2 separate regions of the Bombyx mori genome follow, and region 1 is linked to region 2. A link is a contact called in public Hi-C data. All regions are on one chromosome and are shown on one strand. The core of a region is the stretch at or near the end of the contact, and the rest is flanking DNA. Distances in the headings are between cores, read along the strand shown. Region 1 holds the start of LOC101741082 (bifunctional purine biosynthesis protein ATIC). Region 2 holds the start of LOC101739425 (protein PET100 homolog, mitochondrial).

Region 1 (6,018 bases), core at 1,565-4,064, 280 kb before region 2:
GTAATATAGGGTAATGACCGTTTACATTAGCCTAGGTTTTACGCCTTAAAATTTTAAAAGTGGGATAGTCAGCAGCGTTTTTGGTGGCGACTCTGATATATACATAAGGGGTCCAATAACCACTTTATGCCAAGTGTTTAATATGCGAAACAATAATTGTATTAAAATTTAATTTAAGGAAAGGTAGGTAATGAAAAATTCCGTCACATATTTTACCATTGCTAAAATCTGTAATATAATATATAAAAAAATACTACCTAGTTTTCCATTTGACGCCATGTTCTGTTTGCTCAAGCACTACTGTGTAACTGACTTGAACTTGGGTTGACTGGGGGCGATAAGCGGTTATTGTAGTCAGAGATATTCTTGACCTCATCCAGGGGTTCCTGATAACAAAATATTAATTTTATTCGTAATAGTCGCAGGGTTGTGAAATTTATTTTATCAGAATTCTCAGTTTCATTTTAAATTATACTTAGAAAAATACTACCGTTTTTGAGTATTATAGTATTCATGTAGGCATCTGTAACTGTTAAGACTCTGGAGAGAGAAAACTCAAAATGTGCACTATGATGAAAAGGGACCCCTCTGCACCAGGCAACACGTTGTCGGTTACTCTTGACAGAGCTGTCGTGGTCATGTGGAATCCTTGTTCCTTATAGCCAGGCAATACATACAAGTCGAAATCATATTTTAGAATAATGCTAGTGACAAAGACAACCCTATTGCGACAGAAACAGAAAGCTATGATGAAAACAATCAAGATATTGCCTATTTATATGGAAACAACAAAACGCAATTCAAAACAAGTCAATTATCTTGGACGTAAATCATATGATAAAAATGAGTAAACAAAAATAATTATCTTTTTTTTAAATATATTTTTGTATACTTGTACAAGTACTAGCAAGTAAGTGCCTTATTTTCTGTGTCTTTGTTGGCATATGACCCCGTGATGTTGAGTGGTCACCGTCGCTCATTGACTTACGATTACATGCTGGTGGTAGATTCTGCAAAGCACTGCTCTAGCTAGGGCTAGTGTTGACCAATTCACTCAGGTCGAGCCTCACCTACCGGTCCACATGTAACTGGAATAGCCCCTTATGCTACCAGCATATAGGTAGAAAAAAAAAACAAAGATAGCAATTCTGGGGCACAGCTAAACCACGGCATACAATTACGTTTAAAACCTATTGAAATCGTTTCTTAGAAAAGTATATTTTAAACAAAGTATATTATAAGTATGTATTATTAACAATTATTTAATGCTATGACAATCTAATGGTCAACCTAGTTGAATCATAGCCAAACTGTGACGTGAAATAGATAATATTTTTATGTGATGAGTTCAGTGTTTAAATTTCGTAATATTCAAATTAGTTCCATGACAGAGGCAAAGGTCAATGTTACAAAGGTAACATAATTATTTAACATTGTTTTATGGTGGAGTCAGTAACAGTCTTTGAATCCCTAAATGGGAATGTGAATTGAATGGTTGCTTGGAAAAAATAAGGCATCAAATGTATGATTATTATTATATTAATGGTTATGAATAGATTATGTGCAGGACTGTAGTCCAACCTAAGTAGGTTGGATTACACAAAGCCCTTTCACCAGTAATCATAGAATGATAGATAGTTAAGTGAAGAAATTTCAATAGAATCTACAAGTGAAGGAATTAGTTTTTATTATTTTATTGATGTTCAAGAAAATGTACTTACTATACACATATTTTATTATATTATTACAGTAAAATAAACCAAAAGTAATGTTATATTAGAAAGTTACACCTTTTTCTCAACATAAGTTCAATTAATCCCACCGTGCTAAGATTGGTGATATTTATTTATTTATTATTAACATTATGATAGCTTGATATATTATTAGCCTGGTGTGTGAATAGTGACAAGGCAGCAAATCTGAGTACATTAGTTCTTACAGTTTGAACCAGTGACAAGTTTGGGACGTGTTGCACCATGATATTCCTATTTGGAACACTGAGCACAATCAACACCTCAGGATGTTGCAATGGAATAAATAGTAAGAAATCTAGTATTCATCAGTTTTCATAAGTTGTAACTGTAATTGAAACTATTTTAGGGTTTAATCTCACATTTTTATTGTCATTATACTTTTACTGACATTTTGACTACTTTACTTTCTATGGTCACAGACTGGGTAAAACTAGTGTTTGCTTCTGGCCAAAATTAACACTTATTTGAAATTAATATAAGTTAGACTAGCTCTCATTTGGTTAACCTTGTTAGGTTATGCTGACATAGCCTCTCAAAGCTATCAGCGTAGGTAGGAAAAAGAAAACTTGGTTAACAGAAATTACTCTCTAAGGTGGTCCGCAGTTAGCTAAACCTAACCAGCAGCTAACCTAACAACTCAGGTAGTCCTTCAAACCGAGCCCGATGCTGATTATGTATTATCACAGAAGTTTAAGTTATTTTCCAGAATCAGTTTACAATAATTAAATCTATTTGGTCAAGTGTTTACAAAATTAAACATATCCAAATCACAACATGTGTATACCTAATTAGGTACACAAATATTTCGAACTAACCTGAGTTTTGATATATTTCTTTAAAATATAAACAATGAAATTAAATATATCTTATAAGGTTTTTAACATCAGTAACTGAACGAAGAACTGTTTTTTTTTTTTTGCTGAATAGGGATTAAGCAATGTATTGCTTCACAGCTCAATAAACAAAAAATAGAAATAAAAAAAACAAAATTAAATCAGCAGAGGAAGACGGAAACATTTTTTTTTTGGTACAATTTTTCCTTGTTAGGAAAGGCAAGGGGATCTAAGCCCATACAGCCTTGTCTGCTCTATATATTCTCTGAAAGAAGACGTAAACACAAATTAAGTTCAGTTTTTTTAAGGGATTTTATGACCTGGTAACGAAGATATTTAGGTCAAGTCTTATTTTAATTAAAATGAAAACTTTTTAAGATAAAAATGATATTATGAAATGAGATGAAGTTGATTATTAAGAAACATGGCATGAAATGAAATGAGATGAGATGATATGGGATGAAATATAATATCAGTAAAATGGTGGTCAAGCACTGAGACTTTTTCAGTGGCGATTTAAATGTGTATAACGGTGATTTATTAACTGTGTAGTATTTGCGAAAATGTGGGAAAATGAAACAAAGCCGCTGTACGTAGCTTCTCAGAACCTTCCAAAAAGTCCATTGAAAAACTCTCAGTAAATAGCCGCATTTTATTGAGATTATATTTCATCCCATATTATCTCATTTCATTTCATTTAATTACATCTCAATCGATTAAGGTATGGAATTAAATAAATTCATTTTATTTCGCTCCATATCATTTTTCATGAAAGATAATTATGATAAGATATAAGATTAGGATGTATGGTGTGATACCTTCGCCTATTCACTTGGAAAAATGGAACTACTGTCATTTTGTGAATAAATAATAATGTGAACCCACGTGAACTTTGTAAAAAAAAGTTTGTCTGAAGCCCGATCAAGAAACATTGTGAATGTTAATATAGGTTAACTAAATAAGTAAAATTCATTAGAGCCTGTATCCACTCTGGAAAAAACAATATTCCAATCAAAACAGAACGCTTGTTCTGAAGATAGCGTAGCGAGATATGTTAATTTTAGTTTAAAATAACTAACTTTAATAGAAGGTATGTCTGAACTAGTAGATACTAAACCTCCAGGCAAGAGTTGGCGTGAAATAAACAAAGAAAGGAAGTCACTAAAACGCAAGCGTAACGAAGAGAAAATTATCAAACGCGAGAAAAGGGTTGCCTTGGAAAAGGAAGTCCAAGATAAGGCTAAAGAAGAAGAAGAGCGCGAGAAGAAGTGTTTAGAAATTTCTACTGTTAGTATAGCTGTCCCCAGTTCTATATTAGAAAATGCTCAATCTGCAGAGCTACGTACTTATCTTGCTGGACAAATAGCCAGGGCGGCCTGTGTCTTTTGCGTCGATGAAGTAATAGTCTATGATGACATAGGTGAAAAATTAAATACAAAAAAATCTAAATTAGAGGATTCTGATGGTGTGAAAGTGGCTAGAAAGAGTTGTGTACAGTTAGCACGTATACTCCAGTACTTGGAATGTCCACAATACTTAAGAAAGCACTTTTTTCCAATACATAAAGATCTCCAGTTTGCAGGTCTACTCAATCCATTGGATGCTCCACATCATTTGAGACAGACAAATGATTTTAAATTCAGGTATGTTTATATGATGTATGATGGACGTCTGGTGAAGTGGTAAGTGACATGGTCACTACACAAGGGGGTCGCGGGTTCGAAACCCGCCAAGGGAAGATATTTGTATGATAAATATAAAATGTCTTTTCCAGGGTTATTGATGTATATTAAATATATGTACGTGTATGAAAAAAATCTTACATTTGTTTCCGTTATCTTGTACCTGTAACACAAGTCCTTTATGAACTTAACACGGGACCAGTAAATGTGGCGTGATTGTTAATAAATACTTATTTATATTTGTCAAATGAACAGTAATAGTTTTTGTTCTAATTTTTATAGTTAAGTGAACTTTAAACTTTTCAGGGAAGGCATTACTATGAATAAGAAAGTGAAACCCGGTAAAGGATCGCAAGTGAATGTTGGATTGTTGCAGGATGTATCAACTGATAAATTACTAAATCCTGGTATGAGAGTTACAGTTAGAATGCTGCCTGCATTAAAAAATGGCAAGAAACTAAAAGGGAAGATTGTTAGTTTAACAACACCAAGGGCAGAGACAGGTGTTTATTGGGGTTATACTGTAAGGATTGCTAGTACATTGAGCCAAGTTTTCACTCAGTGTCCATACAAAGATGGGTAGGCATATTGAATTGTTTTTGTTTTATCATAACTTGATAGTTTTAATAATCATTGTGGATTATTAGAGAGTAAAACTAATTAAATCTGAAATTGCTTTTTTAACGTTACAGCATTATATTAGTGCTAGGGTGTCTTGTCAGCCCACATACACATGTAGGTAACACCACCCTACCTATTTCTAATGTGTACTAGTGTTGTATTATAAAACAGACTTAGAGCTTATGTCTTAAGGTGGGTGGTAGCATTTACGTTGATGATGGCTCTATTAACCACCCAACACCCTGTGGGCTAAGACCTTGTTTACCCACTAAGCAAGATAAAACTGTTCACATCTAGGGATGGCATTAAAATTTTGTGTGGGTCAAAATTATTTGATTATATTATTATCCTATTAAGTTTTCTATCATTTTATAAAATTGTTTGCAACTACTCAATTAGTACTATTGAATTTATTACTTTAAGCAGTAACAAGTAACCAAAAGTAAAGTTGAGACTGACTAACATTACAAAAAGTCTTAGTTTATTGTTGGATCAAACTCAAACACAATAGAACCCTGAAATTTCTAAGTGTCAAGAGGTTTCAAGTTAAAATCTAGCTCATGCAATGTAGAAAATACTTTAGTGCAAATGTAATCTCATAAAGTGTACTGAATTGCAATTGTGATGTAAAATTTGAAATGTGAATCTGAAATTATAGATATTTTTAAAATATTTTTTTATACTTGTAACACAGAAGCCACAGTCAGGGTTTGTGTCCAAGCTACAACACAGTTCTTAATGTTTTTATAGTAATTAATTCCAATTTTCGTTTTTTTCTTTTCAATTAAAAAAGTTGAAATAAGAGAACTGACATCATGTTTCATAATATGCTTTTAACCTCAAGGATTCTTTACTACCATTAGATAAAATAAGCCTAATAATATATAATAATATATTATTAAATATCCAATTCATAATATATAACCAATACAGCTTTTCACCCTTTTATCTCACCTTTTTAATATTATTTATCATCTACTATTTTAAGTACTACAGCTCTATATTATACTTTTATTGGTTAATTTTATATTGTAATTTATTTGTAGATATGATGTTACAATAGGCACGTCTGACAGAGGATTATCAATTGACACATTACCTGATAAAGAAGTCAAATACAATCATGTT
Region 2 (5,767 bases), core at 910-3,409:
AAAAAGGATGTAGACTACAGCTTAAGGAGTTTACATGTGTTTTTGTTATTAAGTATTTCATTGACAGGGTTAATAGTATCAATAAATGTGTACAATTATGTAATATGGTTGATTCCTTTAGCTATGGGTAATGCAGTTAGTAGGTTGGTAACATTAGAAATGGTGCTAAAAAGGAGTGATGGTGATCATAGAGGCACATTAATAGGCGCTTCCAACAGTGTCAGATCTTTATCTGGAGTGGTCGCACCTATGGTTGCTGGGTTTACAGGGCAATTTTTAGGAGTTTCATATGTGATATATGCTTCATTGGCACCCACAGTACTGGGTCTTGTGATGAGTTACCATTATAGAACTAAAAGGAAAGTTGACTAATTGTATGATTATATTTTACAATTTTATTGTTAATAATTTCATGACTTACATAAATGTTTTGTTGAAGTAATCTTTGCTTTTAATTTCAAAACTACATTGCCTAATATTTTAAAAATATTAAGCTACACTATAACTCAGATTATTCTGTTCTTTTTTTAGAGGCTTGTTTATTTATTAAATTATTTACCTTAGTATATAACCTAGATTTCTTGAAGCTGATTATATTATATAGATACAGATCAAGCTAATAAAAACATAAAATCAATAATTTTATTAAATAATTAATAAAGGCCCTATGGACATAACTTCAGTAGTTGTGCATATGGGTGGTTATCAGAGCCGATAAACATTAAATTATATGTTTCCATGACACAAGGTGTAAGTTTGAATTGTGTAGACAGCTCCTTAGGAGAAATAGGCTAACTGGTGAAAGCTACACAAGGTACCCTACCAGCAGTATGATTGATATCAAGATACAGAAAAAATGCTTAAAATTGAAGACAAGCTAGCTGAGCAGTGGCCAGTGGTAGCAAAGTCAAACAATTTTGTAAGACATTTTATTAGTACACTGAATGCAAAGTGTCACTAACCTAGGTGAGTATTATTACCACACAAAATAATAGGCTACCTTCTTTTTGGGGTCAATGCAATGTGTCCTCATCTTCCATTCAGGTCTATCATACTCTTTAACACAGTCCATGGCATTTTATACCTCCACCTTCTCACATTACTATCTACTTTCAAACTCAGGGTCTTTGAGCCAAATGATCATCTTGTTTTCGCTTAACATGCACATACTACAATAACCATGAAGAGACAGTCAAAAACACCCGTGATCTTACTGAAATAGTGTTATTAGTTTTGGAGATGATACACTACTAATGAATTATTGGTCAATCCTGCCCAAACCAAATGTAAGGTAATGTTCACAAAAAAACACTGAATTTAACAATAAGATGTGAGCTATTCTGGAACAATAATTAACAGCAAGTTGATATGGAACAGCCACCAGATTATATTATGAATATAATTTTTTAGCAATATCGCAAAATAAACACTTTAAACTAAAGTTATTCATGAATGATTTCCATAATGAAGGAATAACACAATAATAATATGTCACATACTTAGTACAGTTAATAATGTTCTAGTTTTAAGGGTGAGTTTACTGTTGTAGAAGGGAGCCTTAGATTTGACATTATGATGTCTATGGGCCTTTATAAGCATTTAAGACCAGGTGAGCGATAAGCTTGTTGATCCATCTGTAAAATTACCTGATGAATCCAAATTGAATAAGCTTCCTTAATACACACTGTAGTATGAATTTCGTTACCTTCAATTCATTGAAATAGTAATGAAATAATAGTAATAATTAAAGTACATAATGTATTTAATAACGTTTGACAACAAAAACTAAATTATATTATTTATAAACTTGGTTCACTTGGATTCCAGACTTTGCATTTGTTTCTTCCTCATATCCTGTATTAATTTTTGAATCGCTTCTCTATCATGTTGGTTTTCTGGTGGGAAGATTTGTCTTTTTGTATTTGTTACCCATTCTTCAAAATATTTTGGTTGGTTGAAAAAAAAGAACAATCCAACAGGAAATGATGTGTACATAGCCATCCTACCCACTTCTAGTTTCCAATTACCCATAGTTTAAAAATTTATTTTCAGATTCTCAGAACTTAGATTGTTGTATTTAGATTTTTCTCTAATAAATATCTTATCGCAATTTATCACATCCACAGATTATTATAATATACTCCAAGTTTTTTTTTTTTTTTTTTATGGTATCACGCATTTTCAAAGTTTATGAGTCTACGTATTTATGGCGGCTGTACACACTCGCCGAGTCTCGGGCGATATGGCCCTCGACGAGAGCGTTCCTGTACACATAGACGTAGAACTTGCTGCTGCTGTTTTTCTTTGTGCTCGTATTATAATTATTTACAAATTTACCACAAAAAGAAAAAACTTAAATAATCCATGGCGAAGAAGATGTTGGATAGTTACTATGCACCGTATATATTATGGCTCAGATGGGTGTTCACAGGCCACCTGGTATTAAGTGGTTACCGGAGCTCATAGACAACTACAACGTAATGTGCGTGGGCGTGAGATATAAGATCTAAGGTCTCACTCAGTTGCCCCGCTCTTCAAACCGAAACGCATTACTGCTTTACGGCAGAAATAGGCAGGGTGGTGGTACCTACCCCTGCAGACTCACTAGAGGTCCCCCACTAGTAAAAATAAGTTTAAACTTAAAACTTAACGATAATACTGAATAAGCAAGTGTGTACATGATAGCTCTCGTTTGCTTCGCGAGACCCCACGAGTTCCTTTGATTCGGGCGCAAAAAACCGACAAGCAACCGCGGATAAGTGAGGCAAGACGCGACAGAGCGAGACAAGACAAGAGCACCATGTACATTGTACACACTCGCTCTCGGTCTGCTTCGGGGTGTCTCGACTTGACGAGTGTGTACAACCGGCATTAAAGATATGTCACACCATAGATAATACACTTAATATTTGAGATGTCTAACTGGAAAGGCGATAGTTTCAAACCATACAGCTTTATCTTTTTCATATTCTTTTTTATGTATATATGTTAAGGACCAAAATGAAATGAAGTTGATTATTTTATGACATTAATAAATTGGGATGAAATTAAATGGAACGAGATGATATGGGTAGAAATAAACTCCTAGTAAAATGTTCGATAGTTACTGAAACTTTTTCAGTGGACTTTTTGAAAGATGCCAGAAGTTACGTTCAGCGGCTTTGGTTCATTTTCCCACATTTGTGCACTTTTGTAGATAATAAACACTAAATTACCGTTATTATACATTTAAACACGAAGAAACATTAAATTAACAAAATAAAACAATTCATCCAACTCTGCTCCTTGCGTTCGCACCAAAAAGTATTATTACCTAATTATTGTTGATTGGATTTCACATGTGATAATTATAGGCAACTACGGTAGCTATCACAGTAGTTGAACTAATTAATTATACAATCCCTACCTATAATTATGGAAATACATAATTTCACCATAAATTAATGCCATAATTACGAGTACGTCTGAAGTTTTAGTTTTACTCGTTAAATCGTGTGGCTTATAAGATATTAATAAAATTTATATATGTAATTCCTTCAACTAATAATACTACACATAGCCTAAGAGAATGCAGAGAGAGAATATACTTTCTTGTACACCAAAACGCAATTGACCTTGTTAATCGCTTGGATGGTGAATGAACGATCAAACAATGTTGAAGAATGTTTAGGAATCTGATGATCTCACAGAATCACAAAGGGCCTCGAAAGGTTCCTTGAGATGTGTTTGGGGAATGGAGGGTAAAATATATTACAATTTAGTAAAGAAAGAATATAAGTACATATAACGACGAAGGTAAATTGTCAACCACTTGACTTAAGAACGGAATTCATATACCTATATGATTCACTGAAGTAGGAAACCTATGGAAATGAAAAATTCGTGCCACTGTGACGTCATCTGGCCACAAAACATGGCGGTTTTAGTGCTGCCCAGAAGATTTTAATGTTAGTAGGTTTTATCGATAAACGTTCTTGGCTCATTTTAATTTAAATATTGTTGAGTGAATGTATTTGTAGAATTTATACTTTAATAGGAAGTAAGTATATTGTTATGTGCAAAGATGATGTGATTTAGATATTATGTGAAATCTAAGACGAGTTCGTGCTTCAAATTTGCCAAGTAAACGATATGACGATTTTTAAAATTTGCTACACTGATTTTATAAAGTTGTCGTTTGCCGCAAAACATAAAGATATGGCGTAGTACAGTGCCATCTGCCCATTTCTAGCATGCTGAATGTTATCGTATTTTGAGTACGTGTTTTTCTTAGACTATTACAATCTATTTTAATTTTTGCTGACCTAAAGTCCGTAGCACACTACCGCAGCGCACCTCAAGGAAGGTACGCCGCACCATTCACTCTCACTTGAGAGTGATTCAAATTTTAAACTTATCAAGGGATCGCCTGATAAAAAAAAACACCTACAGAACATTTATGCGTTAATAAAATTACAAACGTCATTCCTTGTGACTTCCTCTCTAAAATCACTTAATTATTAAATATTTAACGAGTTGACAATAGTGTTATAAAACTATTTTATTTAAATAGTTCCGACGACTTTCTTGAGATCCTATAAAATATGTTTTAATTATTATTTTTGTATGTTTTAAGCATGATAAAATAAGAAATTTTATATAAGCAATCATATTAAACCGATATCAAAGTCAATAAATAATGTACAACCCAAAACAGACGGCCGAACTGACGTGACAATGACATTTGGCGCGCTAAACATGGCGGATTTTCGGCCTCATTAGACGGAGACGGAGACTCTCTAATATATTAAGTGTATAATCTATGACGGAGACATTTACGTATATTCATGTTTCATTTTATGTACGCACTGAAATACTGTTATATTGTTTTCCTGCGAGTTAAAGTGCTGAGTAAGAACGAGATAGATATATGTTTATGTATGTGCCTTCAAAATGGGTGCTATTTATATAAGCAATTGTACTGTATTGTATAGAACAATATGTCGTGTCCCTACTATATAGGTCTATGATATGATCATATTTAATCAATCATAGCTAAGTAAACAAAAACGAATTTGATACTGACGTTTTGTAGGCGCTTAGGTTTATCAAATTGTTTTTCGGCACGATCAAGATTATCTGAATTGGCGTAGTTAAGGATTGGAAGAAAGGCTGTGCAAGCGCAGCCTCAGTGCCGGTTGGAAGAAAATTTCATATCTGTCTATGAGATCCATATGATACAATCAATTTCCGCTAAAATCTTGTCTGTGCGTTTGTTAAAAGTCTTAAATAAAAATGTACCTACCACTACTATACTAGACGTAAAATCAATGTGTTATTATTTTAAACCAACAAAATTACATTTCCCTTAGTAATGAGTGGCAGGCAGTTAAATTGCTTGTGGTTACCTTCCACAATAATTTCCTCTCTTTGTAACAACTGCTCCATACAGGAATGCAACCGAAAAACAACAAAAAATTTTTTTTTACGTGTATTGAACAAGTTTAGATAATTTGGGTTCTTAAATTACGTCTTATTTTGTGAATAAAATACGATGTAGCATTTGGGCATAGATTACCTAATACCTATATAATTTTAGGTCGAAACAGTACCTATTGCTAACGTTCAATAGTGCACCCTAATTATTGTTATCTCACACAACAAACTATTTTTTTTTGTTCTTCATATATTTTTTATGAATCCAAAATGTGACTGTAGTTACGTAGCCGGAAATCACAAACCCAAAGCATAATAGGTGTGTGATTGTAGTCTAAACAGTTATCTCTGC

Evidence for each region. Hi-C and Micro-C count contacts between places; a contact is called where the count stands out from the background.
Region 1: a contact with region 2 is called in a Hi-C map of posterior silk gland, with 2.4 times the contacts expected there. The contact joins the promoter of LOC101741082 here to the promoter of LOC101739425 in region 2. A contact is called at or near these places in 2 of 7 Hi-C or Micro-C datasets (middle silk gland and posterior silk gland).

What each region holds. Positions count from the first base shown.
Region 1 is chr9:10,863,739-10,869,756 of ASM3026992v2, reverse strand. LOC101741082 (bifunctional purine biosynthesis protein ATIC) reads right to left here and starts at 2,814. Exons shown (of 11, transcript XM_004931060.4): 1 at 2,570-2,814; 2 at 258-386. The coding sequence starts at 279. It overlaps LOC101741225 (putative methyltransferase C9orf114), which reads left to right and starts at 3,415. Exons shown (of 3, transcript XM_004931061.4): 1 at 3,415-4,230; 2 at 4,576-4,848; 3 at 5,937-6,018. The coding sequence starts at 3,680.
Region 2 is chr9:10,578,405-10,584,171 of ASM3026992v2, reverse strand. It overlaps LOC101739425 (protein PET100 homolog, mitochondrial), which reads right to left and starts at 2,159. Exons shown (of 1, transcript XM_004931047.5): 1 at 1,745-2,159. The coding sequence starts at 2,031. The coding sequence ends at 1,813. It overlaps LOC101739981 (major facilitator superfamily domain-containing protein 9), which reads left to right. Exons shown (of 5, transcript XM_004931052.5): 5 at 1-442. The coding sequence ends at 372.